2 separate regions of the Triticum aestivum genome follow, and region 1 is linked to region 2. The links are chromatin contacts, called in public Hi-C maps. All regions are on one chromosome and are shown on one strand. Each heading gives the region's core, a stretch centred on a gene start, on an enhancer-like site or on the middle of the called end of the contact. The rest is flanking DNA. Distances are from core to core; before and after follow the strand shown.

The links. Hi-C and Micro-C count contacts between places; a contact is called where the count stands out from the background.
Region 1: a contact with region 2 is called in a Hi-C map of leaf, with 5 times the contacts expected there. The contact joins the promoter of LOC123189142 here to the promoter of LOC123189140 in region 2. A contact is called at or near these places in 2 of 5 Hi-C or Micro-C datasets (both in leaf) and 1 of 1 datasets of contacts at active chromatin or transcription factors (leaf).

What each region holds. Positions count from the first base shown.
Region 1 is chr2A:508,426,096-508,428,797 of IWGSC CS RefSeq v2.1, reverse strand. LOC123189142 (ATP synthase subunit d, mitochondrial) reads right to left here and starts at 1,397. Exons shown (of 5, transcript XM_044601487.1): 1 at 1,109-1,397; 2 at 344-425. The coding sequence starts at 1,276.
Region 2 is chr2A:508,172,735-508,175,577 of IWGSC CS RefSeq v2.1, reverse strand. LOC123189140 (serine/threonine-protein kinase D6PK) reads left to right here and starts at 1,579. Exons shown (of 3, transcript XM_044601484.1): 1 at 1,579-1,944; 2 at 2,422-2,843. The coding sequence starts at 2,620.

The DNA of each region.
Region 1 (2,702 bases), core at 148-2,647, 250 kb before region 2:
GCTAAATCATTTGGTGTGAATAAATCAAAATACATAGCAGGATTGAAATTCCTAACATAATCATACAACATATTGCTAGGGGCACCCTCAAGAAGGGAGATGAAACCTAAAACATGATGTATTAGAATGCATACATGAAGTATACATCACTACTATAATATTGTGAAGGGGGCATTTTGAACTATAAGCAAGTTACAGTCGGTATCCTAATTCTTAATCTTTGGAAGACATATCATCCACTAGTTAAAAATCCAATATTAAATCAAAACCATCTTGTTTACAAATTTATAGCACACTGGTTTCCTAGAAATGCAAGTAGATGGAGAGTACGAAATACACATACTATCATAAGCCTCCTTGTACATATCCACAACTTTCGATCCAATTCCTTTTTTGTAGTATTCCCAGTCAATTGGCTTTGGTTCCTGCAGTAGCGATAGATATAGATCTCTCATATCAGTCGATATGCCAGAAATGGCGATGCATGTTTCATATGTAGCCATAAGAAGTTAAATTTAAATATAACAAACAAACAGGGTTAAACTTTCCAAGCATATAACATGCCAAAGAAGGCTACTTAGTTCATCCATGCATGCCTCCATTGAGAACCTCACAAGAGGTTACAATTTCATGTTCAAAAGCAATGCTTGGATTACAAGAGGGATCAAATAAGCCACACCTTTTCCAGTCGGTAATGTTGGGGTGTGCAGTGATTTAGGAATATGTAGTTCTACACGGAGTAAAATGTAAGATGTACCAAAGATAAGAGGAACAATAGGGAGAGACACGGGATGTACGATCCATCCAGAAATTCCCCCAAATGTTCTTGCTCATGTCTCGACCTCCTCCCAAATCCTAACATCAAATCCCTAAATCGTTCAATAGTTCAATAACTAACCAACCGGGCAAGTAAATCCTAAAGGCGAAACCGAGATTTGATTGCCCCCTGTTCGTGGATTTGCAGATCCCCGGCGCAACCGCAGTTGACTAGCGAAACGTAAAGATTCCCCTGATCTGATCTGACCGAGGACCAAACCCTAGGCACATTTGCCAGATCGACCAGCCGAGCGCGAGACGGGGATGAGGCCGGCGGCGATTGGAAGGATACCTGGGAGAACTTGGTCTGGAGCTGGTGGTTGACGTCCTCGAAGGTGCGGCGGAGGTTGGCAAACTCCTTTCGGGCCTCGTCGGAGACGAGCATCTTCGCCAGGCCGTCCCAATCGATCGCCTTCCCGGCCTTGGCCGCGACGTCCGTCACCTTCTTCACCCCGCTCATCTTCGGCTCTGGATCTGCTAGACTTGCTAGGGCTGTGTGACTCTTGATTGTTTCGGGAGTTCGGTCCAGGCTCCAGAGTAATATGTCCCTGTTATCTCCTTCAAAAAAAAAAGTTTATGCGGCGCTAAAATGACGGGCGCTCAGGGCTTCCCCGCTCCAGGCAATTTCAGCCGCCAGATCTTCATCAAAACGATCTCAGCCGTTTGGGGCTGTGGAGCAGACTTTCCGTTACCCTGGGCCGTGGAGTATTTCTCTGGTGACTGTTAATGGGGCCTGCTTGGTATTGGCCCACGAAACAGAGACCATTCATCTCTTCGGTGTAGTGTTAAAGGCGCCCACTCATCAACCCTGGTGGGCCAGCCCATGTAGAGCGAGATTTTATTTCCTCTCGGTTCGTTCGATCGCATTTGAAAAAACAGAACGAAAAATTCATAAAAAAATGGAAAAATCGTGAATTCAAACATGTTCATGGATTTTGAAAAAAATCATCAAAAATGAGAAAGAGTTCATGGATTTTGAAAAAAACATTGAATTTTAAAAAATGCTCATCAAATTTGAAAAAAAAGATCATCGACTTTGAAAAAAGTTAACCAAAACTAAAAAAAGTTCATAAAAATTAAAAAAATCATTGCTTTTTTTAGAAAAGCTCACATATTTGCACATAATTCATCAAACCAGCAAGAACAAAAAACAAAAAAGGGAAAATGAAAATGAAAAATGAAAAAAGGAAGAAGGAAAGAAGGAAAAGGTTGATACTTACTAGATCCTGCTGGGTGGCGGGGTGGTTACACCAGCCTACCTTGACGAGGTAGGTTGCTTGTTCAATTCACAACTAGCGCGCATTTTGATTGCCTGGTGTTAAAGGGAGTGACTATGAAAAGCGAGGCATATTCAGCTACTCAGCTCTCAACGGAAGGAGCTCGTGAATTGGCCCGTCCAACAAGCCCGTGCAACCACGCACCTGCCTAAATGGGCTGTCCCAACGCATGGGGAGGCCACTGCCTTGTCTTTTTCTATTTTTTCACATTTTTTGTTTTCATTTTTTATTTTAATCTTCCAAGTACTTTAAATATATATATTGCAAGAACCTAAATTGTAAAAAGTGCAACTCCACTTTTTAGACGTATCGAGGACACACCTCTGATAGTCGTTGGATCCTAATCGCGCGTGTTCAAGTGTTCCCTGGTCAGAGCGAACTATCGCGCGAAACAAACCTCGGGAAGAGGCCATACACACGTTCTGAAGGAAATATGCCCTAGAAGCAATAATAAAGTTGTTATTTATATTTTCTTATATCAAGATAATTTTTTATTATTCATGCTAGAATTGTATTAACCGGAAACTTAGTACATGTGTGAATACATAAACAAATAGAGAGTCCCTAGTATGCATCTACTTGACTAGCTCGTTAATCAAAGATGGTTAA
Region 2 (2,843 bases), core at 330-2,829:
CCCGTTTTAAATTATGCACGGCGGTTGGGAGTAGTACTTGCATCGGAGCCATGAAGACAGCCTCGGGGCCGGCGAGGGTCCTGTTGCTGTTGGTTTGTTTTCAAAAGTCTGCGGAGGGAAAGATCCAAGGAGCGAACGGAGGAGTACAAAGGCGTTCCCATGTTCCGTTTTGCAAGAGCCGGCAAGTGTGTGACTGCGCGGGCCGGCGAGCGTTGCGTCGCCTCCTCTCTTTTTTGCCCCGCATTCCAATGCGCGGCGAGCTTCTAGGCGGCGGCACTGACCGCAGGCCGCATGCGACGGAGTACAAGAATCAGAACCTGATGGTGTCGCAAGTTTCACGTCTTGACGAAATATACAAGAACCCGTTTGATTTCCGTTTAGAAAGTGGATTCCTCGTTGAGGCAAAACAAAACAAAACACACCGGATTCCTACGCCAGCCGCCACCACTGGTTCCATACTTGCATCGTTCTTGCTTCACACACCAGTTGGCAGTTGGCACCAACATCCCTTGCCCCGCAAGCGAAACGTCGTTTCTTTCTCGCATCGAAACGTCAGCTGGATGCCTCGACAGTCGACACCCACCGAGATCTGTTTCGGCTCGTATCCTACAGGCAGGAGGGCAGGCTGCAACATCCTCCCGCGAGGAAGAGGCACAGCTGCGGTTGCGGACTTGCGGTTGCACTGCCAGGTCGGTGTCAGCCTGTGTACTCTACTACTACTGGCGAGCGACTCGTGCTAGTATCTCGCAGGTAGAGTATAGGAGTACTATACAAGTACTCCAATCCACCGGGCCGACGGCGGGCCGCGACTGGCGAGGGTGAGGCGGCACGGCAGCCGCGCCGCGCGTTTGGGCAAAGGATCAAGCGAGGCGCGAGGTGCGCGTGGAGCAGATGAATGCGTGCGTAAAACGACGAGGAGAGCAGTGGGGGTGGGGCAGGCGCTCCGCGGCGGGGATACAAGGCGCGCACGAGGCGTCTGTGGTGTGTGAGCCTCTGCCTCTACCAGCACACATACATACAGATACAGTGCTGCGGTGCGCCCCCACAGGTTAGATTAGGGACAGTACATACAGCGGTGAAGTGGTAACCATGTGTCTCAGCGGCGGCACGACATGACGCGGCGCTGTTGACGTGACGGACCACGCAGGTAACGGCACAATCAGTTGGCCTCCCGCGAATATGTAACAAGCAGATTACTACTCCACTTGCTCCAGTAGTACTATACTCCATCTTCTGGCTGCGATTGCATCCACTAGTGCGGCTAGAGATCGACAGTCTCTGTAGTGGTGGCTTTGAACCCGTTTAAATAAAGAAATTACTACAGTTTGCTTTCTGCATCCGGGTCGTATTCTTGTCGCCCTGTACCGGCGGCGAGCGTGATAACACGAGTCATGAAAAGGAAAAGTAAAAAAGAAAAGGCCCTCCCCTCCCCTCCCCTCCCCTCCCCCTGCTGGCCAGGGAGGGAGACACGGAAAAGGGCGAGGAGAGAGACGCGTGAAAGGGAGGCACGCTACGCCCTGCTACAGGCAGCAATAATAAATAGCGGCCATAAATAAACAAGCGTAAATCCTAGGGTAGGGGTGGTGGTGGTGGTGGTGCGTGTTTTTATTGGGTTGCGGTGGGGGCGCGTCGCTCCCTCGCGTAGCCATAGCCATAGCCATAGCCATAGCCAGAGAGAGAGAGAGGGGGCACCGTGCGTGAGTTTGGTGAGTGTGGCAGCGACCAGCGAGGGAGAGAGGAGCGGCATCCATACTTCCATAGCCCATAGGTGTGAGTGAGGGGAGGGGGGAGGCAGCCGCTCTCATTTCTCTTCCTCTTTTGCCTCCTCGTCAGATGTGCGCGCATTGCTGCTCAAGCTGACTGGCCGCCTCTTCCCCTGCTCGTCGCCGCCGCTGCTTCGAAACCCTAAATCTCGCCTCCGCCGTCGCCGCCGTCCTCCCGCCGGTAAGATTCTCCCGCTCCAAAGTCCAAATCCCCCGCTTCCCTCCTCTCTCTCGTGCGCAAATCTGGCTCTTCCTCTCTCTTTTTTGACTCTGCGCGTTTGTGCCTTTGGCTTGGCTCAAAGTAACCCCCATTTTGTTCGCCCATCTGGTGCTTGCTTGTGTCTTCTTGTCCCTCAAGCCGCCCGGAGGTTTACGGATCTTGCATCAGTTCGCTACAAGAAAAGAGAGAGAAACCCCACCTCACCTACCGCATCTATGTCCCTTTTGCTTTCGTTTTTTCTATAGTTCTTTCTTCAAATTTTAACTATGGGTGGGGAAGGGTGACTAGTGGGAGATGATAATGAGTACAAGGGCACCAAGATCGGCTCAAGCTCCAGATTCCCACCTTTTTTCCTCCACTATGTTAGTGCCAATAAGGTTCTTTCTTGTGCATGAATACCCACACCGTCTGATCCAGTTTCTGCTTACTCCCTTGCAGGGCCTGCCTCGTGATGCCGCTTCTCGATCCGGGAAAGCTGCCTCTTTGCTCACCTAACTGCAGGCGCCAACGGTCCTAACTTGAAGCGCATCACCACCCACCCAGATGCGGTTGCTGCTTGCAGAGCTCCGCAAGTTCAATACTCTGCTAGGCGCCTAGGAGGGAGCATTTCTGGAGGCGGTGGGAGTGCTGGAGAGGATGGGTTCTTCAGGGTGCCCGGAGATAGTCGAGCTGGTGGATGAGACCAAAGACGCCCGTCCGGGCGGGGTCACCCACCTGAGGGTGAGGGTGAAGCCGGTGGGGCAGGAGCATGGGGGCCGGTCGTGCTCGGTCGAGGATGACCTCGACCGGCTCCTCAGATCCTTCAATGTGCGCACCTCGGCGCGGGCTTCTGGGCAGACGAGCACGGACAAGAGGCTTAT